Regions from separate parts of the Salmo salar genome. Here region 1 is linked to region 2. Evidence: chromatin contacts called from public Hi-C data. All regions are on one chromosome and are shown on one strand. The core of a region is the stretch at or near the end of the contact, and the rest is flanking DNA. Distances in the headings are between cores, read along the strand shown.

What was found. A called contact is a pair of places that touch in the nucleus more often than the background predicts.
Region 1: a contact with region 2 is called in a Hi-C map of gill, with 3 times the contacts expected there. The contact joins the promoter of capn15 here to the promoter of stub1 in region 2. A contact is called at or near these places in 2 of 3 Hi-C or Micro-C datasets (blood and gill).

The regions. Positions count from the first base shown.
Region 1 is chrssa19:58,063,958-58,069,136 of Ssal_v3.1, reverse strand. capn15 (calpain 15) reads left to right here and starts at 1,421. Exons shown (of 12, transcript XM_014158877.2): 1 at 1,421-1,702.
Region 2 is chrssa19:57,920,061-57,925,395 of Ssal_v3.1, reverse strand. stub1 (STIP1 homology and U-Box containing protein 1) reads left to right here and starts at 3,679. Exons shown (of 8, transcript XM_014158881.2): 1 at 3,679-4,023; 2 at 5,140-5,335. The coding sequence starts at 5,263.

The sequences.
Region 1 (5,179 bases), core at 172-2,671, 150 kb before region 2:
GAATGGTGCACGTAAGTGCCACTAGATGACAGCATATGTCTGCAAAAATAATAAGAATAGTCGGGACAGTTATTATGGCTTTGTTTGTGGGACCCTGTGATTTTCACATAACATGAAATGAAATGGAAAATTAACAATGCACTGAATAAGATATTCCAAGAGATTCGATATTTGACTGGTATTTGTAAAACATGTGTTTTATGTGTTTCTGTCGGTGTTGGGGAAGTTACGCTGAAAATATAGTTTACCGAGCTACCAATTATATCACACTGGAAGAAGTAAAAGTACACTAAAGCTACCCTTAAGAAAAATATAGTTTACTTAACTAAAGCTACTTTGGAAAAGTAGTTCACTAAATCCAAACTACTTCATGATAAATTATGATATCTAAATCTGAAATGTCATACTCTACGAATTGCAAGAACAGATCAACCCTGGTGTATGTTAACAGAATGTGTAATTTGGCCTTTTAAACAAAATAACTGTTTCAAGTGAAAATTTGGCAGGTCTGATGCCGGAAAAGAAAGGACATTCTTGCCTACAACAATATTTTATTTTTGCAAAATAAGTAGTGTGTAGGATACTTCCAGTAGTTAGTGTGTAGGCTAGTTCCAGTAGTTAGCTACACCGCTACATGTTAAAAAATTAATTAACTACTGAAAACACTACCTATATTTAAATTTAGTTCAACTACCACTAAGCTACTGCAAAATTGAGTTTGTTTTATTTATTTAACCGGGCAAGTCAGTTATGAACAAATTCTTATTTACAATGACGGCCTACCCAGCCAAACCCTCCCCTAACCCGGACGACGCTGGGCCAATTGTGCCCGCACTATGGGACTCCAGATCATGGCCAGTTGTGATAGCCCAGGATCAAACCAGGGTCTGTAGTGACAACTCTAGCACTGAGATGCCGTGCCTTAGAGTGCTGCCCCAATTACTAGTTGTAGTTCACTCCTCCCCAACACTGGTTTCTGTAGGGTTTTGTTTGTTTGTGATGTTTTATGTGCCTATTGATAGAATGGTGTGTAAACTGTTGTAGCCTAATACATTAGATGTAGGCTACCTGTAACCAAAATATAATAATGATTATTTTTAATTCTAAAACAAGAATACCTTAAGTCATTATGCATAACGTGCTCAATACAATAATACAATATGTATTAAACAACGTCAGAAAATAATACAGTGGTATTTTAATAAAGTGTCAAATTCAAATGATGACGACATTTGTGTAAAAAAAAGGGGGAACGGATATCCTACTTATTAGAGTTGCGGTGTACCAAGGGAAACGTAGTTATTTTGGTCATATTCCCGAATGAACTCTACGCATACTGAACGTAGAAACACAATTAAACTGATTTAACTCTACGTAGAAAACGTACTTTTATTTTGCTTTGGCTCCTTGGAGATTCCCCTTCCTGGTGTTTTTGAGGTAACGTACATGATGACTGTATTCAATACCTAACTCGATGGAGTGGAACGAGAAATTAGATATTAGCTAGTAAAACAAATAGCTCAAGGATGCACTGGAGTGAGGCGGTAACGGTGAACAATGTATTCAGCAGCTAACGCAGATCAAACTGCAATTTCGGATAGAACTTAACATTTGGCTGCTAATATAGAAAAGTTAGTACGTTCGACAATCAAGAAAGGAGCAGCTTGTCCTCAACCTTACATCACCAGCTACGTGTTTTGAGGTAAGAATCCTTTCGACCTAGATTGTATAATCAGAAATGGACTCAAACCTTTGACAATATCGATTATGCCAATCTATATTCGTGGCTGTCTTTGTTTACAATTGTCCCCCGGCTTTCTTGTCTCCCGCTGTCCCGCGTCATCCTATGGGTTGACTATGCAATGATTTCTTGCTGCTACATTGTAGCTAATTTAGCTGTCACGCTGTGTTGCTTTTATAAACTTTGTTGCAAGTTATTTTATTTCCCCGTGGTAGGAACGTGATGGTAGTTGGACTAGCCATTGCTCTCCAGCTAAACCTAAGCAACATATGATATGCTTTGACTGTCTGCTTGCCCCTGTATGGCTAGTCTAGCCCATTCATAGACGCGAACTACCTTTAGCGCCTATTGATGAAGGTATTTTCTTCCCGTAAAGTGCTTAAGTAAAAATACTTGAATGTACCACTTAAGTCGTTGTTTTGGTATCTGTAGTATAAATTCATATTTGTGACTACTTTTAACTTTTACTTCACTAACTTACATTCCTAGAGAAAATAATGCTTCGTTTGTAAATGACCTCTGAGTGTTCGAGTGTGCCCCTGGCAGTCCGTAAATTTAAAAAATGTAATAAAATGGTGCTGTCTGATTTGCTTAATATATGGAATTTTAAGTTATTTTTACTTTAACTTTTGATGCTTAAGTATATTTTAGCAATTACATTTAATTTTGATTCTAAAGTAGGCTATATTTAAAACCAAATACTTTTAGACTTTTACTCAAGTAGTATTTTACTGGGTGACTTTACCCTTTACTCGAGTCATTTTCTATGAAGGTATCTTTACTTTTACGCCAGTATGATAATTGGGTACTTTTTCAAGCACGGCACACAGTGTATGGATCTGTAAACGTTGCTACAGTAAGTGCATCTTTTTTTTTATTTGAAAGATTATTTCTTGCTGATATGAAAGATAAAGGCCATATGTTTCGAAAACCGTTTCGCCAGCAATGATTATTGACGTTTCTTAACGTTAAAACAAAGCGTTGGAATTGCAGTTTACATGGTGCCAGCTATGGCTAGGCTAGCTTACCATAGAGTAGAGTAGAATCAAACTGATTCCTAAATGCTAAATAGAACCGACATGGCCTAAGGAAGAAACGTTGCCAAATAAATGTATGTAATGCTTTTCCAATCTATAAATGTCTTACTCTTTCAAATTGGTGTTTGAAGACTGCACCATAGCCATATTTTGTCTACTGAAAACCACTTTCTGTTTGAGAGGGAGCTTGCTACATGGAAGAGCACTCCTTGCTTCAGGGAACATGCACACCACTCTTAAGTTCTATGACAACGCTTGTGTTTGTCTTCTATGTCAGGACAGCATTCCATACTGGCAACCTAAATGCAGGCCATTTCCATCAAAAAGGATCCATGAGCACAAACATGTGAAGTTCATAGGAGCATATCAATTGGGTATCAAATGAAAACTAAGAGTCTATATTTTTGAGAAATATAGGCATAGATACATTTTTTTAACCATTTTCCATATTAAAACTAGCCCAAAAATGAAAGGCTTATGCTTAGGAATGCACAATATATCGGTGACCTTATCGGAATCGGCCGACATTAGCTAAAAATGCCAACATTGGCCCGATGTCTAGTTTAATGCCGATATGCAAAACCAATGTCAAAGCTGACGTACATACCTATATAACGTAGATACATGACGTAATGACGCCAAGTAAAATGTAGCGCTACACGTGAAACACAGCATTCCTAACCTAGCCCACAATGTCTGCTGTGTGGATCGAGCAGTCAACAAGTTGAGCAGTCATTTGAAAGAGTAAGAATATTTCAGCGAGACAACTCAAAGGCGAAACCCATTAATGCCAAGATAATGGAATTCATTGCCCTTGACAATCAACCGTTCTCTGTTGTGGGTGATGTTGGCTTTCGCCGACTGGTCGAGCACCGGTACACCAAGTGCGCTATTTTTCAGATGTTGCCCTACTGGAGTTAGACAGTAATAGCGTCACTGCTATTAGCTTCACGACTGACATTTGGACCAGTGATATCAGCCTTATGAGCATGCTGAGTCTGACAGCACAGTGGGTCGTCAAGGATTTCATACTGAGGAAAGTCGTATTGCATGCTCATGAATGTGCGGGTTGTCATACCGCTGCTGCCATTTCAATGACATTTGAGAACATGTTTGAAACTTGGAAACATGAACACACTAGCTAGCTCCATTCAAAACAACTGACTTGAGAAATAAGCTCATCAACTGCGCCTGCAGCAGACGTGATACACTCTGTCATGGCATTGAAACGCCTGCTCAACAATACTGCCAACACAGGCTGTGAACAAGCGATTCGGTGGCATTCTCTCTTTACTGTATCGCCACCATGCTCAATGCTATGTACAAGAACCAGACAAGAAACAGGGTTTACGTGAAATGTTACATACACAGCTGGACAAGATGGAAACGGACACAGTGACAGTGTGCACCGAGGAAGAGAGGCCACGGACAGATAGAGCTGAAACTTCACTGCTTGACATGTATGATGAAATCCTGTTTGAGAATGAAACGGCTGAACAAATGAACAACAAAACAGTACAGCAAGTAAGTGAAAGAAATAGGTTTTGATGATGTTTTACTGGTAATGGGGACATACGTAAATGCCAACTAAATAACTTTTTGGTCAGTTTGTCTAACCTTTATTTAACTAGGCAAGTCAGTTAAGAACAAATTCTTATTTACAATGACGGCCAACCCTGGTTCAAACCCGGACGACGCTGAGCCAATTGTGTACCGCCCTATGGGTCTCCCAATCACGGCCGGATGTGATACAGCCTGGATTCGAACCAGGGACTGTAGTGACGCCTCTTGCACTGAGATGCATTGCCTTAGACCACTACGTCCATGTGTGTGTGTTAGATATTTAACTGTACTAGAATGCTTAAAAGGCAACACATTTCTTAAATATCGGTTATCAGTATCGGTATCGGATTTTTTGCCAAGTGAAATATCGGATATCGCTATCGGCCAAAAATGTAATTTCGATGCATCACTAGCTTAGATTTCCGGATAAGCAGAGGGAAAAAGGGCTTTAGAAAACATCTACCAGAAAAAGTCTTAAAGGGCATCAGAAATACATCAAAACACAATGTTAACGTAAAGACCCCTGCCAACTAATATCAACACTTAGATTTAGTTTGAGAAATTGTTTACCTTCTGTAAGTTTAAGAAATATTGCCTTGTAATTCCGTTACCAAAAATCTAATTCAATTTTTTTTTCTTCTAACGTCTCTCCCTCATAAGGAGGGAGGATAATGAAAGTTCACAGAAGTAACAAGTAATGGTAGACCTAACAATTAGTTATAGTGATTTTATTGATATCAATTTTGTTTGTTATTAAGTGATTAAAACGGGTAATTCTGTTACCGAAGTCTATGCCCCTTCGTCGGCGATTGGTCAACAGTAGGGATTCTTCAGTGCA
Region 2 (5,335 bases), core at 2,430-4,929:
GGCACCTAAAGACTCTCAGAGAAACAAAATGCTCTGGTCTGATGAAACCAAGATTGAACTCTTTGGCCTGAATGCCAAGCGTCACGTCTGGAGGAAACCTGGCACCATCCCTACGGTGAAGCATGGTGGTGGCAGCATCATGCTGCTGGAATGTTTTTCAGCAGCAGGGACTGGGGGACTAGTCTGGATTGAGGGAAAGATGAATGCAGCAAAGTACAGAGAGATCCTTGATGAAAAACTGCCCCAGAGCCGCAGGACCTCAGACTGGGGCATAGATTCACATTCCAACAGGACAACGTCCCTAAGCACACAGCCAAGACAAAGCAGGAGTAGCTTTGGGACAAGTCTCAATGTCCTTGAGTACCCCAGCCAGAGCCCGGACTTGAACCCGATCGAACATCTCTGGAGAGATCTGAAAAGATAAAAAAATTGCAACAAAATAATAATAATACAACTCGTAAGTCAACAGAATGGCAAAAGTCTTACCAGACAGAGTTGATTAACAATCAACACTTACAAACAAATACAAGAACGTTGGAAAGAAGGTACACCAAAACGCGCCCAGCTTAAACGAGGGACTTAAAAATCCCAAAAATATTCCTTACCCCAGGATACTTCAACTGGTGACTATCCGGGAGAATAAAGAAAAAGGAGCACTTAGAATACTCAAGAGTACAAGAACATGTTTCTTTACTTTGTATCTCAAACCTCAACTTGGAAAACCTCCCTGGTGTTTTGTGGTTGAACCTGTTTTAAATTCACTGCTCGACTGAGGGATCTTGCAGATAATTGTATGTGTGGGGTACAGAGATGGGGTAATCATAAAAAATCATGTTAAACACTATTATTGCACACAGTTATGTGAGTTGTTAAGCAAATGTTTACTCCTGAACTTATTTCAACATTTGGATCACATGTAGGCCTATTTAATTAGATTGTAAGGATGTCAGGGAAAATATTATTTAAAGCTGCAATATTTAACTTTTTGGGCGACTCAGAAAAATTCACATAGAAATGTGAGTAATAGATCTGTCCTTCTCATTGAAAGCAAGTCTAAGAAGCAGTAGATCTGTTCTATGTGCACTTTCTATGCTTCATGCTCTTAAGTTTTGTTTTTGCGTCTTTTAGTTTTGGTTTTGTACACCAGCTTCAAACAGCTGAAAATACCATATTTTTGGTTATGGAAAATATATTTCACAGCGGTTTAAATGGTACAATGATTCTCTACACTAGACTTGCTTGTTTTGTCACCTAAACTGAAATTAACTATTAGAATTTTAGCAACCAGGAAATGGCGGAGCTATTTCTGCATAGTGCATCTTAAAGTTCAAAATAGTAATCCACCCAAAACAGTAAACATGCATTGATAATACCCAATGATAGGTGGCAACATCAACCATTTATCAGCATGTAGTGCTTTTTGCTTCCGAAAAAACAGAAGGTCGTATCCCACAATACTTTGGTTCTGAACGTTCATGACCTTTGATGACATGGTTGTTGTAAAGGTCAAGCAGTTGATATATAGCAAAGGTTATGGACAGTGGCGGTGTCATAAAACCTAACGGTCAAACAGGGAAATGGTTCCAATAGTTTTTCCAACATGAATTTTTCCCATAAGGGATTTTAGAACATTTTAAAATAAGGGCTGTGTTTCGTGTAGGCTTACCCTGTCGTGACGTTTTGATAACCATGTAAATCTCTCTCGGACAAGGTGACTTTTATCAATATATTTGGATCTATTTACTCTCAGATTTAAAAAAAATGCAAATTTGCGTCAAAGTTAAAATCACGCAAAACTACAAATCCCGGCAAGCTCCTGCACATCATCTCTAGCTGACACCTTCCCTAACAGGTATTGTGTCAATGTAAAATTTGCACAAGACAGTTCTCAGAACTGTCCATTTAAAGAAATTTTGCCAATGTATTAATTACTACATTTAGCTAACATTAGATAGTTAATCCAGAGATTCTTACATTTGCCTTGATTCGGCAGTCTCGTCCAGATCATCATGGCATTTGTAGTTCTTTATTATAGCCACATTAGCAGCTAATTAGCATTTCATTTTGGGTGGGCTAAATACAGGTGAATATATTGATAAAAGCTACCTTGTCCTAGAGAGATTTACACAGTTATCAAAACATCACGCCCGGGTAAGCCTACATGAAACACAGCCCTTATTTTACGTGTTTCTAAAATCCCCTAAATGTATGGTAGGAAAATTATTGGAACCATTTCCCTGTCTGACTGTGACGACCCTCCCACTCTGTCTGCCGTATTTTCTCTCTTTGCTCTTGTTTCCTTATTAGGATGCCGGTGGGCGGAGTTGGGAGGGTCGTCAGCTACATGGGAGACACCTGGGCCCGGGTGTGGCCCATGATAAATGGACGTCTTCCACATTCATTGGGGAGACTCTCGCCATGCAGACACCTTGTTGTTTTTGGTAGTTGTGATAGTTGTGGGGTTTTTTTTGTTGCTTTGGCACCTTTCAACACCTTGCATTATTACATTCATGCATGCAAAACACACACACTACTGATTACACACACCATTGTTAATTACTTAGTTACTTTATTTAATAAATATATATTTTGATACTCCTTGTCACGTTGTCTCCCTTTTGTTGCGAACTCTGAGCCGGTACGTAACAGACCGCTAGGTTTCATGGGTATTATACCAAATTCTCTAAAATGACTTTGGAGGTGGCTTACGGTAGAAAAATGAACATTCAATTATCTGCAACAGCACTGGTGGACATTCCTGCAGTCAGCATGCCAATTGGACGCTCCCTCAAAACTGAAGGCAAACAACTTCTCTGGTAGAAAATGGCCTATATGGGATCAATATTAGTCAAACGTTTATTCTAGTGTCAAAATGTACTACAAAGTGTAAATAGGATCATGTTGGTCATAAAGTCAGTCTCATCCAAAATTGAGATTTGCAAGATAATTAGGGGGAAAAAAGTATTTTGCTGAATGAAATGTACCATACAGTGGTACTCTATACTGACAAGATACATCTCTCCACCCTAACAATGGGAGTCGTTGTCCGCAAAGCGGCACGGCAGGCTGTCTAGCTCCCGCCTATAATTTCTTTGGATTGCTGGATACATCTCATTATTGTAAACCTTTTTTGAATATTCGAAGAGGGTTGTTGACGACAACCGTCTGCATTCAATGGAGAGATGCTATGCTACTAGCCCCATGTCATGAATATGCATAGCCAATTCCAATATAAAGTGTTTATTGTCCTACTTATGTCAGTACACTCGTAAGAATTACGAAACTTCTGTTCAATCAAATAGACCTGACGTAGCAAATAAGCCATACTTTTTGTTGTTGACCAAATTCGACTTTCATTGACCTCCATTAAAAAACTCCTTGCTTGGTGGGGAAAAACAACGGAAAAACGCCATCTGCTGGAGGGAGACAGATTTTCCACCGAGTTGGGTCTTCCTCTATGCATGTAGTCGCAAGTCGGAAAATGTTTATACCCATAATGCAAACACATGTTGAAAGGCGGTGACCAACGTTGATCAACGTCATGACAAAAGTGATCCGCTCGAACGCGCCCAATGACTTTGCCTTCGGGTATACTATGAAACGAAATTTCGCTTCCTGGGCTGCTTTCAGAAACTTGGTCAGACCCAACCCTGCTAAGCTAGACACGTGATGTGAGCCTCAGTTGCTGCGGAAAGGCAATCAGACCAACCCTGACTTTGATGATACGGAATCAAATAACACATATTAAAAACGTGTATCATTTACACCCATTATTGCTCTGAATTGCATGAGCATATATAATTTCATGACATGTCAAAGAGTGCCATCTATTCGACATGTATTTTCACTTAAGCGTACCTCGCGGGTTTCCGTCGTCTACATCATGACGTCAGCATAAAAACAAACTTGCTAGCTCTTGTCAGCTCTGTCGTGACAGCTCAATGGGAAAAGCAAATAAATTAAGAATTGAAATCGAAAGATACTGGCACATCAACCGCCTGTATGTGAAATTACTTTGAGAAGGTGAGGTTACAGATGTTTATGTTGTGTAGAGCTAGTAGTAGATAAATAACCGCATATTTGAGGTAGGCTAGCCGTTAGCTCGCTAACCATCTAACGTTAGTTAGCTAAAGTAAGTTAGCTAACGTTAGTAGTTTATTCGCGGGGGGGTGGTGTGAGGTTTTCAGGGATTTGGACGTTGCAATGTAGCTAAGTACTATACATTTGCCATAATTTCGAGTTCAGTCAACCGCAAACTCATGGTGGGGAAAGTCCACTCTAGCTAGCTTTAAGGTTAGTTTGCTAGCTAAATTACCTTCTTAGCTAACCACCGTTGCTAGCCCTTGACCATGACTCACAGTTCCATTACAGTACATTTCACATAAATAATTGGACGAAGGCGTCTTCTGTAGGGTGAAGTTTTGTTAAGAGCAGCGACGCTCGGTCTGAACATTAACAGTACGATTTTGGAAGCATAAATACATTATCTTTGACATCGGCGAGAAATCATTTTATAAAATAAATCAAAAGGTTAAGTTGATACACACCTTTTTATAGTGTTATTGCTCCCTCACGGGCACATTTCCATGTTACAGCTCTTGTTTACGGGAAACAGACCAGACAGTGGGCAGACAAACTGCTAATTACTGTAACTACGTGCGTCTCGTAACACCTGTGTGTAAACGGTAGACACAAACGTTTGTCACTGAAAGATACTTTGTGCTGGAACTGTGTTATATCCGGTTAAAACGATGTACAGGCAGTGTGTATTTTTAGTTTGTTAAATGATTTTGATGTGATATGAAAGTAGAGCGATTTATGTTTCTAGAACCGTACCGCAGTTGAGTATTTGACTGTTGTGGCTTCCTTGGCGTAAGGAGTAATGTTCTGCTCCTTTAGTCCAATATTAGGTTAGCTAACTACCTTATTTTTTCCGTTGCGACATGGACCAACGTTAGCAAGCATAGCTAACGTTATAGTCTTGACCTAGCTAACTTTCGGGACTTGACATGGATTTGCTGCTCAATTTATGAGTTGCCACAGCGACTGCACCTCATCAAAAGCGCTCAATGCAGTGCAGGTGCATTGCAGCAGCAAGGCATTGACTGTTGCATGACGCTGCCCATCTTTCGTTTGTAGTTGGTGAGAAGACAAAGAACAGACGGCCTGGCCATTCTTTCACCTGACAGCTAGCCAGCCGGAGAGACGGGGAACAGGATAGGGAAGCAGCGCGGAGCAGGCGCCGCGGAGCCACCGGAGAAGATGGCAGGCAGCCCGGAGAAGAGTTCCACGGCACAGGAGCTGAAGGAACAGGGCAACCGGCTGTTCCTCTGCC